3 separate regions of the Mus musculus genome follow, and regions 1 and 2 are each linked to region 3. A link is a contact called in public HiCAR-type and promoter capture Hi-C data. All regions are on one chromosome and are shown on one strand. The core of a region is the stretch at or near the end of the contact, and the rest is flanking DNA. Distances in the headings are between cores, read along the strand shown.

Region 1 (3,513 bases), core at 43-2,542, 480 kb before region 3:
CCAAATGGAGGAGTTAGAGAAAGGACTGAAGGGGTTGAAGGGGTTAGCAACCCCATAGGAAAAACAACAATATCAACCAACCAGAACCCCCAGAGCTCCCAGAGACTAAACCACCAACCAAAGAGTACACATGGAGCGACTCATGGCTCCAGCTGCATATGTAGCAGAGGATGGCCTTGTGGGACATCAATGGGAGGAGAGGCCTTTGGTCTTGTGAAGGCTTGATGCCCCAGTGTAGGGGAATGCCAGGACCAGGAAGTGGGAGTGGGTGGTTGGGTGTGGGAGCACCCTCATAGAACAGTGGGAGGGAGAATGGGATGGGGGGTTCTGGAGGGGAAACCGAGAAAGGGTAAAACATTTTAAATGTAAATAAAGAACATATCCAATAAAAATAAGCATTAAATCTAAACATATTTCTCAGAATATATGCAAATAATCATGAAAAGAAATCTTAAAAATATTCAATATCACTAATCATAAAGAAAGTGCAAATCACAGTAGAATATCATCTCACCAAGATATGAAGGACAATTATCAAAAAGACAAAAGAGATACTTACCTAGCACAAGATATGCCATGATCATGAAAGCGGATTACCCATAGCAAGGTTTATACATTGCACTCAAAATGTGCTGACTCCCTGGGATTTCTCCTACTGCTGGGAAACTTTATTGCATATTTTATGGTAATGAGGAGACTGATTTTGTGCTCTTCTAATCAGCAGAGGGGAACAAGATTAAAGATAACAAGTGTGTGTGTGTGTGTGTGTGTGTGTGTGTGTGTGTGTAGAGCAAAGGGAACCCTTGCACACCACTGGTTATAAATAAATTAGGACAGCTATTAGGGAAAACAGTGTGAATGTTCTTTTAAAAATGTGTTGGAAATGGAGAGACGTATATGACACTTTGTTATTTGCACAAAAAGTATAGGATTAAATTTTGTGTCTTTTAAAAAATAAATAGCAATAAATGCACATGCATATGCCTGAATAATAATATTTGCATGTTTGAGCATGGAAACCCGGAGAAGACAATTATTCGACTTTTGTTTACTTTTATGTATTTTTCTAGATTTAATAAAAATTAATTAGATTTGCAATTGTAACGGCAGAGAGATTTTTATATTAATTTTTATAATAATTTTTATATTAATAGGAGAGTGGTCGGTATAATTAAAAACAGAACACATTACTCTCCTGTCCGTTTTTGTGTGCGCTCCTCTAACAGACAGTGTGGTGAAACTACTGCCGCGTCTACGCAGAGAATTACAGTAACTCGGTTTTCAGTGATGAGTCAGAGTGCGTGGTGCTGATGCTGCTGCCATTTCATCACCTTTGCGAGCGCAGCATCCATCCCTTCGTTCCCCCAGCGCCTGGGCCTACCTTGCTTCAGGCTACCAGGCCAGTGATGTTCTCGCGGCCGATCTAGAAACGGGTTGATCTGTGCTAAGGCCTTGGTGGGGCGCCCCCTCCCGCCTCCCCAGGCCCGGGCCGAAGAGTCCTGCCAGGCCACTGCCATGGAGGCCATCTGGCTGTACCAGTTCCGGCTCATTGTCATCGGCGATTCCACGGTGGGCAAGTCCTGCCTGATCCGCCGCTTCACCGAGGGCCGCTTTGCTCAGGTTTCAGATCCCACCGTGGGGGTAGATTTTTTCTCCCGTTTGGTGGAGATCGAGCCAGGAAAACGCATCAAGCTCCAGATCTGGGATACAGCGGGTCAAGAGAGGTTCAGGTGGGAGTGCACCACGGGCCCGCGCGAGCAGTGGGAGGGTCTTTGGGGCTTATTCAGTCCCTGGGGAAAGAGGACTTCCCGGTTCTTTTCGCGATGCTGCCAGGGTGACAAACAAGGGTCTGTCTGGGGCTTTTCAAGCCCACTTTGAGCTACCTTTGAGTTCGATGCAGGAAAGAACCGCCCAGGCAGGAGAAGGCCATTCATTATCACATTATTTGAACCACAACTCCATCAATCTGCTTTTGGTAGCTAATAAATAACTTGAAATTGATCACTGTATAATTCATCAAAATCAGACCCTATGATTCATAGTTTAAAAAAATCCAAGTCATTTTAACATAACTGAAAGCTATAGGTAGGTAGATGTATATTGACTTCTTTCTATATATCCGTTTATATTTGTGGGGAAGAAAAGACAGAGGGAGAGACAGAGACACAGAGAGAATGAATATGCCCTAATATAAAGGAAATGGAGACTGATTAATTGACTGTCTTGTAACCATCATACAGTCAGTTGCCAGAGGGTGGAATCATTTCTGAAGAAATAGTATGAGGTTACTCACATAAGAGAATTCCATATAAAGTAAATAGTCAGAGCCCCTGACTTCTTGGAACTTCAGTACTAGCATGGTCAGAAGAAACAGAAACAGAGGCAACACACAAAAGAGTGTTTTGTTGTTTGTATTTATATGCCACTCCCTACTGTACCACTGGGCACATAATCATTCAGCATGTTTATTTTTCTTTCACAATCCTTTGCTCTTCCTTTGTAGTATTTATTTGTAATTTCATGTATGAATACAGAGGAGAGACCGGAGAAGATGAAGCCCAAGTAAAGATAGGAAATGCCCAGAATAGGGAAAAGCATAAATAAAACATAAGTGACAGAAAACAAACTAATAAAAACTTTGTAGAGAACAGTTTGAACTAAAGTAAGGTAGAACAGGAGGAACCAGAGCAAAAGGACTCAGTTCATAAACACTGACTCATTCTCCACTGAACATTAGTTGGACGCAGAAGATACTAGTTAGGTAATTAAGTTGCCTCTAACTTCCCACTTGTACAAAGCTCTGGCAAATACTTTATATAAGTTCTCATGAATAAAGAAAGGTCTCTTATATATGTTTGCTGGGATCTCTGTATGAATGGCTTGTTCATATTTACTATTTATTATGTATTATATAGTATTGATTTGTAGGACTACTTTACAGATTATCCCAACACCAACAGTGGTGGCATAGCCCTATAATTCCAGCCCTCTGAAGGCTGAGGCAAGAGAACGATAAGTAGTTGAAGGCCAGCCTGGACTTCTGTCTAACAAAAAGAACATTAACCCTTTTATGTCATGTATGTTGTGAGCTATTTCCCCAATATGTCATTTGTATTTTTATGTTTTTTTTTAATTTAGGGTCAGTGTCTAGTTCTATATAACTTTACACTATGATTAAAATACTTTGATATCTTCTGTGCTAAATACAAACCACTAATGCATAAATATATTCTAGAGCTTGGATACACTGCTCATTGATTTCTCAAATCAACATTTTCACAAATTGGAGCATTTTCCAATACAATTATCATTCCCCATTAATCTTCAAACATAAAGAAATTATGAATATCCATTTCCCAGGGCTAATATCCCTGGTTCTAGAGACCTGAACTTATTTGTAAGGCCTACCCATATCATCTTCTAGCTTGGGCTGTAATTCCCTAGACATTTCCCCCACATTAACACTGAGCCATTTTCCCATACATTTTCAGCTATTATTTATCATACCCTCTC
Region 2 (3,599 bases), core at 50-2,549, 420 kb before region 3:
AATAGGATCAGGAGAAATAACACAAAATTTCCTCACCTCTAAGTAGCAGAGCATGACCAAAGAGGTTCTAAAGCTCTCCTGACTGCTCAAATGCTACTTCTGGATACCTCTATTTCTGGGTTTCATCAACTACATCTACAAAATTTGAACAACAGTAACTCCCTCATAAAGTTTTGCAAATTTTCTAAGAAAATTTCTGAACCTCAGAAAATATTACTTCATGTAAAGATCACTTGAAAAATATTTTTAAAAGCACAGAACATTGAGAATACACATAAAAATTTATTCCACCAGCACATTAAAATATACAATATAAAATGTGATTTAAGTAAAAGAAAAAAAGGGTCTTTTGAAGAATGTTAGCAATAAGACAGAATATATATAATTTTTGGTACATACCAAAAAAGAATCAAGGAAATTTTGACTAAGATTTTATATGCTTCAGTACAAATATTTAACTTGGGTCGGTCCTGTTACATGAAACCTTCCAATTGCATTTCCCACAATCTTCACAACTGCATAAAATTTGTTGTCTACAAACTGCTTAAATAGTATTACTAAAAGCAAATATAAAATGGTTTCAAAAACCTAATAACAGCCGGTTGCCCATTACATAAGCCTCAATTCTTAAAAGCAAGAACACATGGACTTAACGTTTGTGCTAACGTTTACTTTTCTCAGCAGTCTGCTTCCATTCCCAAGGAAACGGACCACGGCCGTGCTCAAGCTGACTGGGTGCCACTCAGTACCCACACCCTACAAACAGCTGCTCTGCCTGCTCTCTGTGCTAAATGTCCACCCATCTACATCTCCGGCATCACTGCGGTCTTGAGCTCAATAACCGTTGCTGCTGTTTTTTGTTTTTCTTTAGGCGACAACAGGCAGCAACTGGTCAGTTTCAAGGGACGCCACGCCCCAATCCGCCTCGCATCCGTCTCCAGCTACCCAGTTCTCCTCCCTGCTCCCTCTTCTGGGCCGGGGTTGGACTACCTTTCTTCAAAGCTATCGCCCGCCAGGCCTAAAAAGCCAAGATGCAGGAAGAGGCAAAAGGCCAGACATTCCCTTCCGGGACCCTTTAGCTCTGTTCCTCCCAACGACCCAGACCTGGGAAGTGACTGGAAAGCAATCTCCAATATCAGATTAAGACGCTGAGAAAGAGTTTCTTACCACAAACACTGCTTCAGGAATCCCTAAGTGGAGCCGCCGCCCGTTTCCAGCAGCAGTTTCTAGGCCGCATCCGTCCTTAGCCGCCGCCATCTTCAGAAAGCACCAGAGCAAATAACTACCTTCTGAGGCATCGATCGTTGGCGTCAGTGATTGGATCGTTTGCACTTCAGACCCGCCTCTCTCCCTGCGAATCTGCGTATTCATTGGTGCTTACGTCGTGGGTGGTGATTGGCTACACGCATGTGACTGACAAGCTTAGAAAGGATGTGTTGGAAAAGCCAGAAGGCTAATGCTTATTCTAATGCTTAATCTCAGAGATCTAAGGAATGGGCAAGGATAAAGCCCTGGGAATTCAGACCATGCCAAACCGCAGCCCCACCTGCACCTGAAGATATCAAGAGACTACACTCCAGAGTGGCTTCTGAGGCAATCCCAATTCCCTTTTGCAGACCAGTGAACTTCATTCTGAGTGTGTATGCCCTGGACTCATAAGAAATACACCAATCTTTCTCACAAGCCACCTTCAGTGAGATACTTGTCGGCTTCCAGGTCAAAACTTTCGATATGTTTATAGTTTATGTGAAAAAAATGCCAAGAGCTGTGCTTAAATTCTTAGATCCAAAGACTTCCCAGAGTTTTGTCCTCCACAACAACTCTTTAAAAAGCAAATCTATCAATAAACCAGATATGCATAATCACTGCAGGAGACCCTGTTTGCAAATAAAAGCAAAAGTAGCTTATAAAACAAAGCAAGCCAGTATCAATTTGTCTTAGTCAGGGTTTCTATTCCTGCACAAACATCATGACCAAGAAGCAGTTGGGGAAAAAATGGTTTATTCAGCTTACGATTCCATACTGCTGTTCATCACCAAAGGAACTCAGGACTGGAACTCAAGCAGGGCAGGAAGCAGGAGCTGATGCAGAGGCCATGGAGGGATGTTCTTTACTGGCTTGCCTTACCTGGCTTGCTCAGCCTGCTCTCTTATAGAACCCAAGACTACCAGCCCAGAGATGGTCCCACCCACAAGGGGCCTTTCCCTCTTGATCACTAATTGGGAAAATGCCTTACAGTTGGATCTCATGGAGGCATTTCCTCAACTGAAGCTCCTTTCTCTGTGGTAACTCCAGCTGTGTCAAGTTGACACATAAAACCAGCCAGAACAACATGGCAGGGAAACTATAGCCATGAAATCTCAACAATATGGTTGCCTAGCCAAGTCCTACATAATGACCCCAGCAGCATACACGTTAATGGGAATGAGGGAAATTTCACACAGCCCTACACTAGATGATGAACTACAATCAGTCAATGGCTGCTGAGGGAGGGAGAATCAATTTTCTCCAGAGACAAGCCCCCCTGATAGGTTGCCAAATCTTAAATGGTCAGCCCCAAGTACATGTACATATGAACAACATTAAATGTACTCAGTTATAAGTTTATATAAGATACAGTAATAATCATACAAGAAGGGACCATGAATCCAAGAGGGAGTGGGCAGGAGTTAAGAGGGAAAAAGTTAGGGTGGGAAAAATAGCAAAAATAAATACATGATAAAGTTGAGATGAGATTTATACAACTTGGGAAGCCTTTGTATTTAGTTCATATATGGTTTTGATAACTAAAAAAAAAAAAAGACAGTAAAAATAAAAATGTTCTCTACCACTAAAAAACACCCTGTACACATTTATATAATTTAAAATAAAATAAAATCTTTAAAATAGTTCACCTCTTCTTGTCCTTTGTGTCAACTGAAATGAGAAAGTAAAACCTATTTTATTGAAACTCATGAGCAAAGAGGGAGTTTTTTTTTTTTACGAACAATTCCTACCTTTAAATTGATTAATAAGATTTCAGTTTGCCCCAAATTCTATAATATTACTCCTAAAAAGAACATTCTTTTTCTCCATTCCTCTTCTTCCTCCTTCTTTCCCTCTCTACTTTGCTCCCTTCCCTTCTTCCCCAATTTTCTCCCTTCTTTCTTCCCTCTCAGGGACCCTGCTTGCATGCATTCTAAACTAAGCAAACACCCTACTGATGGACTAAATTCCCAAGTATAGGAATTACTCATTAGCTGGTGCTTTCAGCATGGATGATTTGTCTGTCATATCCTTTTGAACGCCCTACAAAAGGAAAACTATTTGAGATTTTCAAATTAATATATACATAATACTTTATTCTTGAGAATTTTACATGTGCATACAGTACATTTTAATCATATTCACCCCTGAACTCCCACAACTCCTCCTAGATCTATCCTTCATTTTCCACCCTTTGCAACCTTTTGTCCTTTAATTACTTTTTGTTTTTAACAAAAGCCAAAGGTGGAGTGGAAGCTTTGAAGCTGCAATCTTCCATTGAACATGGCTTCACCTCTATTTGCAAGAAAAAAGAACAATGTAAGTGGTTATCTTTTCAACAGGTTTCATGGTGA
Region 3 (3,491 bases), core at 225-2,724:
TTTAGATTCTGGTTTGATAAGAAATTCTTCAGCATGTTGTATTTCCTTCAATAGAGCAGAAACATTTCTCAGCTTAATTTTGGAAGTGCATGCCTTTTAAACAAGAGGAAAGGAGGGGTGTGATTTCTGAAACCCAGGTCACTCAACTTTAGGAAGATCAAGTTGAATCCAAATATTTTAACAAAACCATGGGTCTGCTGATGGAGTAAGGCAGAGAAATTCAGGGTCAATAGCTCACCATTTAGCATGCCATGCATGTTAGAAAATTTCTCTGGGAGTTGTATGATTTCAGGTTTTTGCCCGTTCTACATAATGACCACTAAGTACTAGCATATTGATTGAGAATATTTAAAAGCACTTTCCCCCTTTAATGTGCTGTTTACTAAATTATCTCAATCAGTCGAAGCAAAGTAAATTTCTACTCACGGCAACATCATCTTCTTGTAATGGCTTCCGGTCTTTTTTCTTCTTATGCTTCTTTGGGAATGTAATTACTACAAGAAACAAACTCAATATTTGAAGATTTTGAAAACTAAAACCAAAGTTTAAAATTAACTCTAAAATCGGGACAAAGAAAACATTTTAAAGTCTGACATTACTGGAGAGAACTTACGTTTGTGAGGCCAAACACTAGGATGGCTTGGCTGGTAAATGACTCTAGCACGTGTTGGCTTCCCTTCGGGTTCTCCACGTGGCTGTGGCAAGGCCAAATATTACTTAGGGAAGCACTTGTCCACAGGCTGGAAAGTTTCACAAACGAACACTGCACTGTCCATAGGGGCTTGTGATCTCTTAAAGTTTTTCTTGTAGGTCTGAGTTACACTTGCTTCCAACTCCTCTGTTCCTTTCCTTCCTAACCCTTGCTCTGCACCTTTGCTACCCTCATTTCCATAATGTCCTGCCTAGTGCCAGCAGAAATGCTACCGCGTCTCCTTATCACGACACAGTCGCCTCCACGGCTGATGCCTTTGGGAGGGGACCCTGGTAGAATCTTTTGCACGAAGCCAGGATCTAATGAAGCCTAGTCACTGGTCACGAATGCGTGCATTCACAGGTAGAGCCAGAGCCGAGTGGTGAGACAGCCAAACTGCGAGCGGGAACACGGGGAACCGCGGGTCACGATGCAATCTCACTATAACTAGCTCCGGGTCGTGTAGGAGGCCCCACAGGTCTCATGGCACTGCCACCAGAACCTCTTACCTTCTGCATCCGCCATCTTGAACTGCACCGCGTGCGTCCCGCCCAAGCCGCCACAAACTAAGAACTGTAGACTCCTATGGTGTGAGACCCGTCCGGGCACGTCATTAGGACCCGCCCACCGTTGCACCGCCCCTAGCTTGCTGATATAAAAAAGGGACGTAGAGAAGAGGAGGAGGAGGAGGAGGACAGGACGGGGTACGGGGGCAGGAATCTCTACGAACCCGCGGACTGTCTACTCAATCCCATTGGCTGATTCGGCCACGGAGGTGTGACCGCACATGCGCCTGGAAGCTCCCCCTCACTCCTCCCCACCCCAACCCCACACTGCCAACCCTTGGCAGAGCGCCTTGGAACCTTGGCCAGGCTTCTGCAGTAACAGACTACAGCGGGTGGGCTGTACTGTACCCTCCTCCAGTCTAGCTTCAGCTTCAGCACTTGGACATCCTTCTTAGCGCGCTATAAATAGCTGGTTTTAACTCAAACAGACATTTTTTTGCTTGCTATCATGTCAGTTTCAATTGAAAAAGACATTGAGGTACACAGTGTCAAAGTGAAAGCTGTTTACTCCTTGAAATTCCTATTAAGTTATGGCTGTATTGGCCAATAGGAATTGAGTGCAAGCCTCGTGTAAACTTTTAAATTTTCTAGCAGCTACATCAAACTAAAAAGGTTGAAAGTGATTCTGGTAGTTAATTTTACATAACCCTGCGGATCTGGCATGTTATTTTAATACGGAAGCAATATGCAGCAGTGTGTAATGTTTTGCTTTTTTCTGTATGAAGTTTTTTTCCAGTGTGTTTCACACTTAACCTGTACACTTAAGTTCGAATTCCACAGCCTGGACATCAAGTGCAGAGCTCTAGTGGCTGAGATAATGTAACAGCCAGAAAGTAACAGCTCTAGGATTGAGCCCTGACTTTTGTCGGGTAGAGTCTTCTGGCTGTTAATCCGAGCTACTGCCTTTGAGATAAGATCTCTGGAATATCCTCCTTCACCCTGTTTCCTATTCTACCTCTGTAGATTCTTTTGGCTTTCTGGATTCATAACCCATATCTAGTGAATTTGATAGATCATTAGTTATCTTCATTGTAGATGGAATCATTTGCCAATAGTTTTCCAGTTAGTTGTTGCTGACAAAAAAAAAAAAAATAGTATTCTTTTTCTTCTGATCTACAATGCTAAAATCAGATTTTTTCAGTTTTTTTTTCTGTTTTTTTTTTCTTTTTTACTATGACTTACAATGGGTTTTTATGTCTTTATGGAATTCATTTTGCTAATAGTGGTAATGATCAGAATTGACTATTAACAGATAAGACCCTTAGAATTAAATGTTATTTTATAATGCTCCAGTGATAATTAATAGGGTGAGTAAATCTGAAGTACTCATTTGCCATTTGTCCAGTGCCTTCATCTTTGTCCTGTATCTCTATGCTCAAATCTTTTTGGAGAGATTTTGCTTTCGGAGAGTTCCAGAACCCGTGGATTTTTCTTCACTCTTACTTCTCTAACCATCATTATAATGTCTCTATTTCTCCAGTAGCTTCCTGAAGTCCCAACTTTTTCTACTTTCCCTAGATTGTCTTAATAAGCAGCCTGAAAGTATCATTAAACTTAGGTCCTGTTTATGCTTAAAATACTTTTTAAGGGTTGATGATAAGGTTCAACAGTGAAGTGTGAGTGAGTGAGTGAGTGAGTGAGTGAGTGAGTGATGGATGAGAGCAAAGAAAGAAAAGTTCATTCCCCTCAGACAGATTTTCTTAAGCCAAGAGTTAACCTCTGCTTTGCCCCAGGACACAATTTAAAAACCTAGAAGCTGCAGGAGAAAAAAAAATGTGTTTGAAAACAATCTTAAGAGTTTGTAAATGTGTGTCTCTGCACAGGAAAACAAAAAATCCAGTCTCTTCTCAAAGATTAGGGATTTAAGTCTCTGAAGTTTCCCTCTCCTAATTTAGGGTTGGTCAGTTTGAAGAAAGATAGAGTGGTTGATTAGCCTACTGTTTTGTAGCAAGCCCTGAACCAGCCTTGAATTTGTTGAGCTAGTTCACCAGCAGGGTCTCACAGGTGGAAGACAAAGGCTTACAGGGCTTTTGTTTTATACTGCTAGGCCTTTGTCTCAAATCAGGAGTGTGAGGAAGAAAACAAGCCATCTTGGAAATTTAACACTTTTGTTGCTAGTCATGGACCCTCATCCTATCTGTGTGCCAAGAAAAGTATCTTAACACCTGATGCTCTCTAGTTTCATCAATTTTCCTGCTAATGGCTCAATTCCATTTCATCCTTCCTTAAGGCTG

The links. Promoter capture Hi-C pulls out the DNA fragments that hold promoters and counts their contacts. HiCAR-type assays count read pairs that join an accessible place to other places.
Region 1: a HiCAR-type map of astrocytes shows a contact between it and region 3, with 2.6 times the contacts expected there. The contact joins the promoter of Rab39b here to the promoter of Dkc1 in region 3. A contact is called at or near these places in 1 of 39 promoter capture datasets (cranial neural crest) and 1 of 115 datasets of contacts at active chromatin or transcription factors (astrocytes).
Region 2: a contact with region 3 is called in a promoter capture Hi-C map of erythroid cells, with 86 times the contacts expected there. The contact joins the promoter of Vbp1 here to the promoter of Dkc1 in region 3. A contact is called at or near these places in 10 of 39 promoter capture datasets (the C10 cell line, the HPC-7 cell line, cranial neural crest and 6 more), 10 of 484 Hi-C or Micro-C datasets (the Ba/F3 cell line, CD8 T cells, cortical neurons and 5 more), 2 of 115 datasets of contacts at active chromatin or transcription factors (the 230-238 cell line and astrocytes) and 2 of 9 other capture datasets (adipose tissue and liver).

What each region holds. Positions count from the first base shown.
Region 1 is chrX:75,576,010-75,579,522 of GRCm38.p6, reverse strand. It overlaps Rab39b (RAB39B, member RAS oncogene family), which reads left to right and starts at 1,292. Exons shown (of 2, transcript NM_175122.6): 1 at 1,292-1,730. The coding sequence starts at 1,516. It overlaps Gm25421 (a small nuclear RNA gene), which reads left to right and starts at 552; the gene lies at 552-715.
Region 2 is chrX:75,511,997-75,515,595 of GRCm38.p6, reverse strand. It overlaps Vbp1 (von Hippel-Lindau binding protein 1), which reads right to left and starts at 1,299. Exons shown (of 6, transcript NM_011692.2): 1 at 1,168-1,299. The coding sequence starts at 1,257.
Region 3 is chrX:75,093,837-75,097,327 of GRCm38.p6, reverse strand. It overlaps Dkc1 (dyskeratosis congenita 1, dyskerin), which reads right to left and starts at 1,474. Exons shown (of 15, transcript NM_001030307.2): 1 at 1,201-1,474; 2 at 427-494; 3 at 1-45. The coding sequence starts at 1,216.